2 separate regions of the Rattus norvegicus genome follow, and region 2 is linked to region 1. The links are chromatin contacts, called in public Hi-C maps. All regions are on one chromosome and are shown on one strand. Each heading gives the region's core, a stretch centred on a gene start, on an enhancer-like site or on the middle of the called end of the contact. The rest is flanking DNA. Distances are from core to core; before and after follow the strand shown. Region 1 holds the start of Smpd1 (sphingomyelin phosphodiesterase 1). Region 2 holds the start of Mrpl17 (mitochondrial ribosomal protein L17).

Region 1 (7,608 bases), core at 2,158-4,657:
GGAAGTGCCACTGCTCAGCTGGCCTCATAGACAGCAAGAGATGATAGCTAGACAGTGCCCTCCAAAACAGACACAAGCCCTTCTGGTGGCGGTCATGACTTTAAGCCCAATGCGTGGGAGGCAGTGGCAGGCGGATCTCTGTCAATTAGAGACCAGCCTGGTCTACAGAGTGAGTGAGTTCCAGGACAGCTAGAGCTACACCGTGAGACCCTGATTTGGGGGTGGGAGAGGGGAAAGAAATAGATAGAAAAAATAGATAAAAAGAAAGGAAACAAAGGTGTGATAAAATATGTTATCTTCACATCTGTGGCAGTGGTTTTGATGACCTCTTCAGAACCATAAAGCTTCTCTGGAAAAAGAATTTGTGGTTAAGTTTACTGTCAGTCTCCCTTGTGTAGACGTACCGCCTCCCTCCCAGGCCCTAGGAAGTATACTTCAGGGTGGTCCTCACTTCTCGAAAGGGTCGATTTCGTCCAGCCACTAAAAGCCCCGCACAGCTCTTTCAGCATCACTGAAACATCTCCAGTGTGAGACACGCTGTATATTCATTATGGGTTACTGAGAGTGTGGGTGTAAGGGTTAAGTCGGAGGATTTGGGGCTGGAGAGACGGCCCAGCCATTTAGAGCATTTGTTGCTTTTGCAGAGGACTCTGGTTTGACTACAGGCACTCACACAGTGCCTAACAACCATTGGCAACTCCAGTTTCAGGAAATCTGTCATTTTCTTCTGACTTCTGGAAGTACCAGGCGTTCTCATGGTGCCCATACATACAGGAAGGCAAAATACACATATACATAAAATAAATAAATCTAGGGTTTTTATTTTTAATTTGAAGATGCAAACAGTCACAGATCAGAAATGTCATGGGGGGTGGGGAGTGCCTATACTAAACGGGTACAGACTTTTTCCTTGTTAACACTACTATGTAACAACTATTATTACTACTAGGAATAAACAGACTAGAAAGGATTTAAAGTATATAGACATGTATGGCTTACACACATATGCAGCACTACTCCATTCTACAAAAGGGACTTAAGACTTCTTGAACTTTGGTCTCTAAGAGGATTCTGGGAAACATGGCAGGAAAATAGTACCCAACGCCTAAATTTGTTGTAAGGATTGAGTTTACTTGGAGTTCTCAAGAAAGCCCAGCACATAATCTTGGAACTTGTTTGGTAATTATCATGATTGTCTGAAATGAAGTCTACCAGGTAGGGGTGGGGGATGGAGTGGGATAGGGGAGGTGCTCCCTGAAAGAAATTCTCTAAGAAAACTACTAGTGGGGATTCATAGCTTGGAATGTGGGATTTCTGTAGGAATCAAACAGATTAGGTGACTCACTGCTATTGCCTTTGTCTTAGTTTTCCTATCTGCAGAATGGGAATAGCAATAGTTTTATGTTGTTTTGTATGGAGGCAGGGTCTCATGCAGCTGAGACTGGTCTAGAACTCGTGTACATAGGAGTACAAGGTCATAGGATGACCTTGAACTCCTGTTTCTCCTGTGTCCACCTCTCCAGTGTTATGATTACAGGCATGTGCCACCCCACCAGTTCAAGAATAGCAGTATTATAGCTATCTGTGGATTGTGTGCCTGGATTAGGGCTTAGCACATTTGCAGAATTTGATAAATTGAGCTTTTTGCACTGTGGATATAATTCTTCCTTTTAATTGTTTGAGACATGGTTTCACAGCAGTCCAGAGTAGACTCGAACTTCCCAAATATACTTTGAAGCTAAGGGTGGCCTTGAATGCATGATCCTCTTATTTCTACCTCCCAGGCACTGGGATTTCAGGAGTAATAGTTTCTCTATTAAAAAGGAGGAAATAGCATCTTCATGTGAGCCAAAAGCCCCTTCTATCCAGAGAATTCTGAATCAGGTTCTCAGTTAAAGCTATGCTAGGAGAAAGTTGGTTGGCTCCTACTTGTAAAGTCAGCCAGCACTGTGGATGCTGGGGCAAGACATAGTGAGATCCTGTCTCAAAAACAAAACAAATAAAATAAAATAGGATTAAAAACACTTAAGTGACTGCTATTGGTTGGATTTAAGACCTCCGGGAGACAAGATGGAACCTGTACCTGGCACCATTATCAGAGCAAGGACTTGTGGCTAGATAGTTCATAACCCCCCACGGGTGGGGGACAGGGAGAACCTACTACTTTTATTCTGCTACATAGGCACAGCATTTAAATGACTTCAGTGTCTTATTTCTGTAGCTGTAGATTAGAGCGCTTCTCCGCCCTCATCGGTGAAGCCTCTTGAAGCAGGTGAGAGTTAACACAGACCCCTACAACTGATCAACAGAGAACAAAAGACTTCTAAGTGATCTTCACCAAATAGGGTCTATATCACACCTCTCCTACAAGGTTAAGTGACTGAGAGAGGGACTACCGAAAGACTAGAAGAGCCAGAGGCAGCAGATGACTAAAGGAAACTGTTTTCTGGACACAACAGGGAAGTTGCATGCGGTGAAATCACCTTGATTGTGACAGCTTACACAGGATGTTCAAGCTAGACAAAATTCCAGAGGCCCACTCCCAGCTAAGGAACTATTGGCACTAGATAGCTCCTAGGAGAGAAGAGGTCGTTTTCTTTTTAAGGATATGAAGACCTCTGGCAGGCCCCACACCTAACAGTGTTGCTCTTCTGGAGGACCTGGGTCCAGCTCCCATCACCTGAGTGATGACCTCAATACATCTCTAACTCCAGTCCAGGTGGCTCCTACGGCCTCTTCTGGCCTCCAGAGTGCATGGTGCACGCACATACAAAATGTCCATACACATAAATAAATGATAATGCAAATTTTTAAATTAAAAAAAAGTAACATTAACAAAACATCAAGTGCTGTAATGGTGGCAGAGCATAGGAAACCGACGAGAGGGACCTCCATGGCAGGTCAATCCACTCAATGCAGGGATAGGATCGCTACCCCAGCCCTCTCTCTTTAGCCTCCCGAGTTAAAAGGCCAGCTGAGCCGGGCATCTATTCTAGGAATCTGAAAGTTTGAAAAGGCAGGTGGAGGGTGCTGGGGGCGGGGGCGAGGGGCGAGGAGGCACCTGGGAGTTCCCTAAAGGGCTTCCACCAGTTCTGGCCACAAAGCATCAGGCCGCGGCTGGCAGCCTCACACAGCAATGGCTCAAGGTGGCGACGCTCGTCTCTATGGAGGGCACTTACCTACCCCAACTACCATCCAACCTCACGGGTCCTAGGACCGCCTGCAGTGACAGGCTGTGGCATAAGAGGACCGAGGAGGGAGGGCCCGCGGGTCCCCTTTTGCTCCGCCCCCAAGGCTTTGACAGCACTCCCCCAAGGTTGCTGGGGCATAAGAGGAACAGGAAGGGGAGGAGCTGTTTTGTGGCTGGCTGCTGAGCCATCAGTCAACCGCAACGAAGGGTAATCTGGTGTCTCCAGAGCTACTGGGGCCCCGAGGGCCAGCCAGGGCCTCGGCCTGCGGGGCCTGGAGGGGCGATCCAGTCCTGTCTACGAGCTTGGCAATGCCCCACCACGGAGCGTCATCCGGCCAGGGCCATCTCAGAGCCGGCTGGGAGCAGAGACTGGAGAGGTCCTTACCGGCACCCAAATTGGGACTCCTTTGGATGGGGCTGGGCTTGGCTCTGGTCCTGGCTCTGTTTGACTCCACGGTTCTCTGGGTTCCTGCCAGAGCTTATCCTCTTCCCTCCCAAGGCCATTCTGTCAAATTCAGTGCGGTAGCGCCGCAGCTCCAGAATGCCTTTGGGTGGAGGAACCTCACCTGCCCCGCCTGCAAAGTCTTATTTACTGCTCTCAACTATGGGCTGAAGGTGAGTGCTTGAAGGGCTGTGGTGGAATGCTCCGGGCAGGGGGAGGGGCACCGATAGGCTCTGGGGCCAATATATTATTCCTGGTGGAGGGTGCTTCCTATGCCTCCATGTTACCACCACCCCACTGTGACCTTTGTAAAGTAGGGAGAGTAAAGTCAGCTGGCTAGTCATGGGCTTGAAATGAGAGCACACCCTGAGCTAGAGTAGGTAGGTAGAGGCCTGGTGCTGAGCTGCCGGGCAGTAAGTGGGAGACACTGATGTCCCTTTATCATGGTGACAGAGTTCACCCTAGCCCTGATTTAGACATGGAAGCCTGTGGAGTGGTGGCGAGGGGTCACTTGTACTGTCTCTGACCTCTCATCATTGGTTCCTTCCTCCACAGAAGGAGCCCAATGTGGCACGAGTAGGCTCTGTGGCCATCAAGATGTGCAAGATGCTGAACATAGCGCCACTAAATGTGTGCCAGTCAGCTGTTCATCTCTTTGAGGACGATGTGGTGGACGTGTGGACACGCTCAGTTCTGAGCCCTTCAGAAGCTTGTGGCTTGCTTCTGGGCTCCTCTTGTGGGCACTGGGACATCTTTTCAACTTGGAACATCTCTTTGCCATCAGTGCCGAAGCCACCCCCAAAGCCACCGAGCCCACCAGCCCCAGGTGCCCCTGTCAGCCGTGTCCTCTTCCTTACTGACCTTCACTGGGACCATGACTACCTGGAGGGCACAGACCCTAACTGTGCAGATCCCCTCTGCTGCCGCAGGGGGTCTGGATGGCCGCCCAACTCACGGACAGGGGCTGGGTACTGGGGAGAGTACAGCAAGTGTGACCTGCCCCTGCGAACGCTAGAGAGCCTGTTGAAAGGGCTGGGCCCCGCCGGCCCTTTTGAAATGGTGTACTGGACAGGAGACATCCCTGCCCATGATGTCTGGCAACAGTCTCGACAAGATCAGCTAAGGGCCCTGAACACCATCACAGACCTCGTGTGGAAGTTCTTGGGCCCTGTACCGGTGTACCCTGCTGTGGGCAACCATGAGAGTACTCCTGTCAATGGCTTCCCTCCCCCCTTCATAAAGGGAAACCAGTCTTCACAATGGCTTTATGAAGCCATGGCCAAGGCATGGGAACCCTGGTTACCAGCTGACGCCCTTCACACCCTCAGGTACTTGCTGTCCATGGAAACCCAGGGAGAAAGAAGGGAACTGGGCAGACTGCTCAAGCCAGCAGCACTCTCTACTGCCTTCCCTAACATGACCCTGCCTTCCCTTTTCTTATCTCCAGCCTCTTTTCAGAGCTAACAGTACCACATCCCCACACCCCAGCTTGTGTCTTTGCCTACAGTAGCTCTTTGTAAAATGAATTCTCCCTCCCTCTTTAATATCTCCCATTTTTCTCAACTTGGCCTGGCCTGTAACATCCATCCACTGAAAGGCCTTTGCTTTCTGGCTCACCTGACTCTCTGTCCTGAATTACTGGAGCCCTCAGCCCTCTGAACCTTCTTTACTGTCAGAGGAGCCTATAATTACTGCTGTTGGTCTTCAGCTGGGATGGGAGCTCCTGGAGGTGGGAGATGACATCATGTGTAGCTCTGCCCCACATGTAGGACTAGGATTGTCCAAGTATTGATACCTCGGTTACTTTTGTTTCAGAATTGGGGGCTTCTATGCCCTCACCCCACGCCCTGGCCTCCGCCTCATCTCTCTCAATATGAATTTTTGTTCCCGTGAGAACTTTTGGCTCTTGATCAACTCCACAGATCCTGCTGGACAACTCCAGTGGCTGGTGGACGAGCTTCAGGCTGCTGAGAATCGAGGAGACAAAGTAAGGAGATGCCTTATGAGCCCTGTGGAGAAGGTGCTGTTGGGGCTGAGGAGAAGCAGGCTGCTGTGCGGCTGAGGTCTCTGAAGAGGGGAGTGTTACTTCACTTCCTGGAACTCCAGTCTTCCCTGGGTCCATGGCCACCCTCCTATGTCCTTCATATACTCTGTCTCCTGCCACTTCGCCCAAGGCTGCCTGGACTCCTCAACGCTCTAATGGCCCTTACTTTCCCTTCAGGTGCATATAATTGGGCACATTCCTCCAGGACATTGCCTCAAGAGCTGGAGTTGGAACTATTACAAAATTATAGCCAGGTAAAGGGATAGAGGGCTTGGGTGTGGGGACTGAAGGGTTAAAGTACCCTCAAGAGTCAGGCAGTGGTAGCACATGCCGTTAATGGCAGCACTCTTGAGTTCAAGGCCATCCAGTCTACAAAGTGAGTTCCAGGACAGCCAGGGCTGTTAACATAAAGAAATCCTGCCTCTGGATTTAAAAAAAAAAAAGGAAAGGAAGGAGCAATTCCCCCAAGCATGGAGTCTCAGTCTGGTGGAGAAGCTAATTTGCAAGTTGCAGAATGACCACCCTAATTCCCCAAGTCTCCCCACCCTCACTTCTCTCTGAGCAGGTATGAAAACACTCTGGCTGGTCAGTTCTTTGGCCACACTCATGTGGATGAGTTTGAGATCTTCTATGATGAGGAAACTCTGAGCCGCCCACTAGCCGTAGCCTTCCTGGGACCCAGTGCTACCACCTTTATCAACCTTAATCCTGGTGAGTGAGGCAGAAGGGAGCATTCCTTATCCCGAGGCTGGCGTGACTCTAAGGGATGGAAGCCAAAGCAGGTCCTCCCTAGAGTTCCTTTATCCCCTTCTCCACCCTCTTTTCTCGCAGGCTACCGAGTTTACCAAATAGATGGAAACTACCCGGGAAGCTCTCATGTGGTCCTGGACCATGAGACCTACATCCTGAATCTGACCCAGGCCAATGCGCCGGGGGGCACGCCCAGCTGGAAGCGGCTCTACAGGGCTCGGGAAACCTATGGACTTCCAGATGCGATGCCTGCCTCCTGGCACAACCTGGTCTACCGCATGAGGGCTGATGAGCAGCTCTTCCAGACCTTCTGGTTTCTCTACCATAAGGGCCACCCACCTTCAGAGCCCTGCGGCACACCCTGCCGCCTGGCCACTCTGTGTGCCCAGCTCTCAGCACGTGCAGACAGCCCTGCTCTGTGTCGCCACTTGATGCCCAATGGGAGCCTCCCAGATGCCCATAGCTTGTGGTCACGGCCCCTGCTGTGCTAGTGTGGGAAAAGTTCACATATTAGCAAAGGGATGGATTCCTGAGTATCGCTGATCTACCTGAGGCAAAAGCTTTCGGGGAAGGAGCCAGCCAGGCCAGGGAACAAGCCTCCTCATGAAAGCTTGTTTGGCTAGACTGAGGGAGGTTTTGGCTGTCCTATTTATGCCCAGTATCTGGATTACCCCTGGGGCTGATGTCTTTAAGGCCACAAAGCCGAGGTCTTAGTGCTCTGGATTGTAGACAGGAGCTATTGCCCCAGCCTGTGCTATGCACCTCTGAACTCTGTACTGTTACCTGATCCTGCCAGGCTGTTAAAATAAAGAGACTCATACTTCAGATTCCATTGTCCCAATTTCTTCCTCCCAAACAGGCAGGGCAAAGGAAGCTTGGTAGGTAGCAAGATCTTGACTGAAGAGTTGACATGGCCACAAGACACACAGCAGCGCAGACAGACTTTATTAGTGATATCAGTACAGTGGAGGTGTCCGCAGAACAGGGGACAGGGGATCCATGCCGAGACCAGTCCCCTCCTGCCCTTATTGGGCCTTTGAGGATGGGGCCTGGCTTGGACCAGTTCCTCCTGCTCCACCTCAAACACTGGGGATGGAGAGCCCAAGGCTGGCTTTGCTTCTGGCCCCCCATGTCATCAGTCCAGTGTAATGACTTCTGTGAAGGAATTCAATTTCTCTCTCC
Region 2 (7,608 bases), core at 2,595-5,094, 270 kb after region 1:
TACCTAATTTTTATTGATTTAAAAAAAAAAAGATACAGAAAGACAGTTACGGGTAAAAATTACAGGTAGGTATTAGGTTCGTAGTGCTAAAGTTTTAAGTAAATATGTTAAGTTTTTTGGGTAGGTGAGGGGCATTAGTTTATCAACCTTATTGTAAGGCAATGAAACTCCACTCCCCCAACCCCCAAAACCAAAAGCTGAGTAGTGGTGGTACATACCTTCGATCCCAGCCTAAGGGAGGCAAAGGCAGGTAGATTGGAGTTCAAGGCAAGCCTGGTCTACAGAGTGAGTTCCATTTCAGCCTAGGCTACACAGAGACTCCATGTCTCAAAAAAAAAAAAATCAAAACCTGGAACTCCATGTGGAGAACCATTCTTTCAAAGTGATGAGGGGGCTCTCTTTGGCTTGGTATTTAGGCAACGTCTACTCAAAGGCAGCTTTTTACAAACACAGGCAGATTAACAAAGCCTTCAGTAGATGTCCTAGGATTTGTCAACTTTTTTGGGCCACATTATTAGAGATGTACAACTATGAGCTCCCTGACTGCAGATGCTTCACTTTTGGCCAGGGCCAGATGTACTGCAAACATTCTTGAAGAATGCTATATCCTTCATGTATAAGGTGATGCTGGAGATTAGAAGATGCTTAGCTAACACATATAGAAGGGGTAGGTACAGCTCAGCAGAATAAAGGCACTTGCCACCAAGTCTGATGACCTGACTTTGGTACCGAAGAACCACAGGTTGGACGAATAACTTGGGAAAGCTGTCCTCTGGGCTCTATCTGCACTGTGACACATGCATCCTCCTCCCTCCCCAATAAAGAAATGTACAACATTTAGGGATATATTTAAGCTCCAAATGGTGGGGGTTCAAAGCAAAGTCTTCCAAGGTTTGCCTTAAGGGGAGGGCTTTTCCTAGAACAAGTCATGACTCAGGCATCTAACTGGTAAATGCTCAAAAGATAGGAAAAGGGATAAAAATTTACAAAGAAACATGTCAAGTTTTATGCAGAAGGAAGAGGGATAGCTCTGCGGGGACTAGGTAATTTAGTGTAGGCAGATGTAGTGTAGACAGTCTCAGAATGGTTGTTATCACTGAAGCTAATGTCTTTCTGCTTCCACAGTGACCTCCTACCTTCTTCAGGCCCTGCATCAATTGTTCAGGAGAACTTCTTCTCACAGCTCCCTGGTCAAGTCTCTGAACATACAGCACGGCAGGCAGGATGGGTCATATCTATAATACTGAGTGGATATAAACAAGCTCCTTGCTTCTCACATGCCCCAGCCATTCTGAAACCGGATTTCCTCTTTCTGGGTTCCCACAGAGGTCCACTTTTGACAACAAAAGCTTTCAGGAAATTCCCAGCAGGCTTAACTTTCTAAAGCATCACTCTCTATCAACCTTCCTCTTCACACCCTCCACTGAGAGGAAGGAACTTATCCGGAGCACCAACATCCTGGCAGATGCCAAAGCCCGATCTATGATCAGGGTGGTGAAACATCTATTTGAGTCCACATTCAAAACCCATCCAGACCTCGAGTGAAACACAAATGCAACATGTGACCTTGCCTAGAAACAATTCTCATGTTTAGGAGTACTTCGTTATTTGAAGATTCCTGTACAGAGGTTCACACAGCTAGTTATCAGGAAGCAATCTCTTGGGACTGAATGCTTGCTCTCACAGTAACCTGTCAAAATCTTGTCAGGGGGTTAGAAGGGCAGATGGCCACACCCTCCCTTCTGGATCGATAGTTAACTGTTGCTAAGGGAGGATATAGCCATTGATAAGACACACACGCTCCTGTAAGTAGGACTAATGAAACTCACCAGGATACAATCACACTCACAAAAAGACATGAAGTGGAAGGGGGGGCTAAATGAAATAGACAGGACAATGGGGTGCGTGTGTGTGTTGGTGAACATGATCAAAAGACAACTGGTAGAGAGACATATATGAAAATGCCAAGATGAAACCCATTCTCATAGGATTGGTAAATAGATTCTCATGTGTAACTTATAAAAAACAAACAAAAAAGAAATCCCTATGGTGAGTCTCTAGGCTGGACCACAAGCACCATAGGAAGATAATTTGGAATCAATCAATACAGGGCCCATATAAATAAGTGTTAAAATAAGCAAACTGAGCCAGGAAGTGGTGTCCCATGCCTTTAATCCCAGTACTCAGGAGGCAAATGCATGTGGATTTCTTAGTTCAAGTCCAGCATGGTCTACAAAGAGAGTTCCAGGACAGCCAAAGAAACTCTGTCTCAGAAAAATATAAACAAAACATAAGCAAACTGGCACTGTGTGGTGGTGAACACCTTCAAGCCCAGCACTTGGGCAAAAGGGACAGGAGGACTGCTGCATGGTAGATGCAACCTGGATTACACAGCAAGACCCTCTCCCCACCAAAAAGCAAAGCAAAACTGGACCTAAGACTCAGAAAGGTAAAGCAGTGGATTTACTGTCGTAGGAGGCTGAGCATCTGCATGTTCCTTATGTTCCAGAAATCCTAGGGAAGGAAAAGAAAGTCAGTGTCTTATATTCATATCAAGGATTTTATCTACTGTGCAAAGAGGATCAATTCTAGTCAGCAGGGAGGTCTGGGCCTCATTATGAGGGGGCTCCACAATGCCACTTCAAGGTCTCACACACTACAAGAGCTCCAAGACCCACCAACACAGGTACCACACCTATGCACTCTCCAGCTCCAGTTAAGTCTTTGGTGTTTGAACTGTATGGGAGCTGTGGAGGCTTGCTTTCTGGTTATGGTGCAGGTCCTGCTGCAGTCCCAGGAGTAGCTGGTTTAGGAGAGTAAGGTTGCTATCTCTGTGAGGCAGAGGCAGGGGAGGGAGGCAGTTCCCCTTATATTCTATCACTGCCATCTTGGCCCGATCTTGTTCCTTTCGATTCGGGATCTGTAGCATTCTTGTGTAGTTGCCATTCTGACCTTGGAACCGAGGCGCTAGCACTTTAAACAGCTTTGGGATCAAGTCCTTCTCCTAGATGGGGAGAGTTAATCAGAAGAAAATAGTCACAACGGCTTTCCCCACCACCAATCAGTTACCAAGTTACATAGAACCACTTATAGGAAGTTATACAGATGTGCATCTCTTCCAGTTCAAATAAGAGAAACACGTGTCTAAGGTAGTTCGTAACTCTGGTACATAAGCGAATGCCCTGGCTTAAATCTGCCAAGTACCCGGTTTTCTAAGGATTCCTTCCCCACTAGAAGGCAGGAAGCACTCACAGTGAGCCAGAAGTCAGCCATACGCATGGCTCGTTCGTTGGTGTCTCCCAGCTTTCCATAGTCGATGAGCTGTGAGGACAAAACACACGGATACAACACGAGCAAGAGTAAGGCACCCACCTTACTCTTCTAATGTCTCACCTTCATCCAGTCATCCCACCAGCTAAGCTAATTCAGGGCGCTCCTTCCTCCTCAGCCCAACCAGCCTTCCATTTAAAGCGCGGGAGTGACGTGCTCAGCTGAGTGCCACAGGGAATTCGCTACCTACTCCCGACACAGGACAAGCGCAGTGGTCTGAGGCTGGGCCCAGCCATGAATGACTTGGCTCTTACCTTCTCCGCGTAGCCCCTCATCTCGTCCACGCGTGCCCATGTCGCCTCGATGCGTTCGTGGCGAACTAGGCCTGTGAGCAAGTTCCGTAGAAGGTGGATCCGGGACTCGGGACCGAGGCCCAGGCGGCGGTAGACGCGGCCGTGGGAGATAGCGGCAGCTAAAGACAACCTCATGCTCCCACCTTGGCCCCACCTCTCCGGGGCCCGGAAAAGGAAACTAAGCACGGTGTGTGTTGCGGGGGTGCAGGGCGGAGTCACTTTCCAGAGGACGCATGCGCAGTAGCTCGGCGCGTGGCAGGGGTGCTTGCGCATGCGCATCAGAGCCTGCCTAGCTGGCAGTCTGAGGGTGGGTGGCCCGACGTGTTGACGTTTCTGGAGCGGCGAGCTGGGCGGGCCTCAAGGTCTGCGGGTGCTAAGTAGCGAGCTAGGGATCTCGGCGCCCCCTGCCGGGTTTCTCCTGCACTGCCTCAACGACCTGGGGCGTTCTCGGCTGAGTCGCCTGCCAGGCGGAGCATGCTGGGAAAGTGAGTATCTGAGGCGAACTGCGCCTGAGGGGTGGGGCCATGGTGGAATGTGGCCTCTAGCCTGAGGAGTTGTAGTCTTGCCTGGCTTCCTGACGACGTTAGTTTAAACCTAGTTTTCATTAGTGCTAGTGAGATCGATTATGTCCAGGAAAGCTTCAGGTATTACATTCTTTTATTGACATTAATAAAAAGTGAGCACTAAAAGCTAAAGTAATGGACAAATACTTGACATTTTTGAAAAATGTATTCTTCTAATATGCAATACACCCTGACCATAGCTTCTCCTCCCAGCTCCTCCTCCCCTTTCTTCCCCTACTTCCCCTAGGAAAGAGCAAGCTTCCCAGGGACATCAACCAAACAAAGCACAAAAAGATAGAATAAGACCAGGCACAAACCTTCACTTCAATTGTGATCAAGGAAACTCACTAGGAGGAAAGGGTCCAGAAAGAGTCAGAGACACCCCATCTCTCACTGTCAGGAATCCCTTCTAAAACATCAAACCAACAAACTATAACATATTTGCAGAGACCCTAGCGCAGAACCTTGAAGGTTCCACGATTGCCCCTTCAGTCTCTGTGAGGCCCCATGAGCCCTGCTTAGCTGATTCTACAGGCTGTGCTCTCTGGTGTTTGATCCCCCGTGGCTCCCACAATTCTTCCTCCCCATCTTCTGCGGGGTTTCTGGAACTCCAAGGGGAGGGAACTAATGGAGGTCTCTAACCTAGGCTCTTTCTCCACTTAATGTTTTGTCAGTGGGCCTCTACATCTCCCATCAGCTGCCAGAGGCAGCCACTCTGATGACCACTGAATTAGGCACCAGTCTATGAACAAAGCAGAATATTACTAGGAACCATATCATTGAATTAATTAATTAATTGGTTTGTTTGTTTTTGGCAGAACTATTTGATTCTTCTCTAGGCCTCTGGGAGATGAATACTTTTACTTAAAAAATTCTCTCTCTCTCTCTCTCTCTCTCTCTCTCTCTCTCTGTGTGTGTGTGTGTGTGTGTGTTCTCTTCCATTGCTCAGCATGAGCTCTTTACTGCTCATTGAAAACAGTTTTCTGGGAGGAATTGGGTGAAAATATAATCTAGCTGTAATATCTAACAAAATGATGATCATATTAAGACTTATTTAAAATGAATTTGCTATAGCTGAGTGACTAGAATATTGAGGAAAGCAGCAGATAAAAGCACATTTCAAGTGGAAAATGAGTAAATTTTAAAATTGTTTCATTTTAGAAAAATAAGTTTATGATCATGTGCAATATGAAGAAGTTGAGGTGGCTCAGGGCTAAAGAAGGACCCCTAGTTTGATGGAATCAACATAACCCTTCAGATGGTGTTTCACTCTGGAAATAGTGACAAGCTGTTTCCGAGCTGGCTTACATTCTTCATGGTGTTCTGTCCCTGCCCTCTTCATTTCCTTGTATTATTAGTGAGGTGAACTGCCGGTTGCCAAAATTATAAAGTCCTTCGAGGTCAGAGAGGAACTGATTCATGCATTTGGCTGTCTTTCCTCTTTCCTCCACCATCAAGCCAGCACTATGTTTTTTTTTTTTAAGTCTTATAGTTTTTTTTAAAAACACATGATCATTGTTATTTTTTTTTTAAAGTTGTCCCTTGATCATTCTACTTTTACTTAGAAAAGTTACCCTTTCATCTTTCATTTTAGCTAGGCTTGTTGTTAGCTAGTTTTCACCATGCTTCACTATCAAGTATTTCATTCATTGTGAGTCTATGCAGTAATTCATTACTGGGACTAAATCATTAACAAGATCTCTTAAATCCCAATCCCCTCCCCCAATCTAGCTTGAATTCGGGAATGTCATTGACTACACTGTTGATTTGCTTTTGCGTTGATCCCTTCTTTCACACTGGTGGATATATTTCTTCACCCCTGGAAGTTGGATTTTTCCTTATCCCATTGACCTACTGTACAAATCCTTGAGTCAGAACACCTTTTAAAATGAAGTGTGTGTGTGTGTGTGTGTGTGTGTGTGTGTGTGTGTGTGTGTATGTGTTATGTTTGAATGCAGATTCCCATGTGCATGGTGTGCATGTGGATATTGGAGGACAAATTTCCAGACTCTGTTCTTTTCTACCACCCAGAGATTTGGGGTTTTCAGGCTTGTATGGCAAGTGCCTTTACTTTATGAGATACCTCACTGTATCCAAAATTGGATAATAGACATGTCAGAAAAGACAATACATTTTGGTTTTGTTTGTTTTGAGACAGGGTCTTGCTCTGTAACCTAGGCTGCCCCTAGGGTTCACTGTGGAATGTACATTGGTTTCAAACTCAAGCATTTGAATTGTCAATTCTCCTATCTCAGCCTACAGAGTACTGGGATTGCAGTCAGAACGACTTTGCCTAAGGAATGATGACTGATTATCCTGTTCAAACACTTTTTGTACCTTTTGATGAATATAAATGCTGTTCTCTGGAGAATAATATTTTTAGGTATATGAATTAAAGTAAAATATAAGGCATCAGAAAGGAAACAAATTATATTGTTATTAAGATATTTTCAAGTTCTCCAAATTGGTGACTGTGATAATATGTACTATTTTGCCAACATATGAAATAAAAAGATCTAGTGGAGGGTTGCATAATTAAAGTAGTGGTGAATGTAAATGATATTTTGAGGTATTTATAACTGGTAACTGATAGGAAAATTACTGATGTAGGCTGGCAAAGTATAATTGTTAGTAACATTATTGCAGTTTGTGACCCACGTAGAAATTGAAGAAAAAAATTAAATTTCATCTACAATTCAATTTCAATAAAAACAAAGCTATTTTCCTTTTATCCAAGTTCATGAACTTACTGAATTTTATTCATTGACCCTTTTGGTTCTGTGGCCTTCATGTTAGAAGTGACTGTATTATTGTGCAGACACAGAATTGAGGAAGATCTCTGTGAAAACAAGTAAAAAGAAATACTTTTTTTGGAAGAGAAGAACTACATTTAAATTGTAGCATAGGTTAGCAGTACTCAAGTGTGTGGATCTACCCCACCCACAGTGTCTTTCATTTACTCAGTAAATGTGCATAAGAACTTGCAGTGTGCTGTTGGGGATTCACTGGGCAACTGCCTTTTTGTCTGTGGATCTAGTGGCTAAACAGCTGATAAACAGGTGGAAGCCCTTTGACTTGCATAGAGAGGGACAGTAAGAAGGGGAACTTAACCTAGTTTAGTAGGCCTGGGCACGGCTTCTATGAGGGAGTGGTGACCAATCTGGATACTGAGGGCTATTTAGAGCCAGCTTGATAAAAAGTAAAGAAAAATTATTTCAACTGAATGAAATTCTACTGTATGTAATGCTTTCATTAAGTACACTTTTAAAACTGTGCTACTCAGTGGCTCACCAACTTTTTTTATTTTTGCTATTACTTTCTATTGAACCTGGATTTATTTTATTTTTGGATTTAAATTCTACTAGGGATAAGTTAAAAATACTTAAAATAAATAATAAAATAAAAATAAAGATATATACTTA

The links. Hi-C and Micro-C count contacts between places; a contact is called where the count stands out from the background.
Region 2: a contact with region 1 is called in a Hi-C map of Schwann cells, with 5 times the contacts expected there. The contact joins the promoter of Mrpl17 here to the promoter of Smpd1 in region 1. A contact is called at or near these places in 5 of 12 Hi-C or Micro-C datasets (the A7r5 cell line, Schwann cells, frontal cortex and 2 more).

Annotation. Positions count from the first base shown.
Region 1 is chr1:169,301,365-169,308,972 of GRCr8, forward strand. It overlaps Smpd1 (sphingomyelin phosphodiesterase 1), which reads left to right and starts at 3,408. Exons shown (of 6, transcript NM_001006997.1): 1 at 3,408-3,805; 2 at 4,188-4,960; 3 at 5,448-5,619; 4 at 5,854-5,930; 5 at 6,242-6,387; 6 at 6,508-7,251. The coding sequence starts at 3,500. The coding sequence ends at 6,917. Apbb1 (amyloid beta precursor protein binding family B member 1) reads right to left here. Exons shown (of 14, transcript NM_080478.2): 14 at 7,356-7,608.
Region 2 is chr1:169,571,855-169,579,462 of GRCr8, forward strand. It overlaps Mrpl17 (mitochondrial ribosomal protein L17), which reads right to left and starts at 3,845. Exons shown (of 4, transcript NM_001313842.1): 1 at 3,585-3,845; 2 at 3,253-3,321; 3 at 2,696-3,004; 4 at 2,156-2,514. The coding sequence starts at 3,758. The coding sequence ends at 2,717.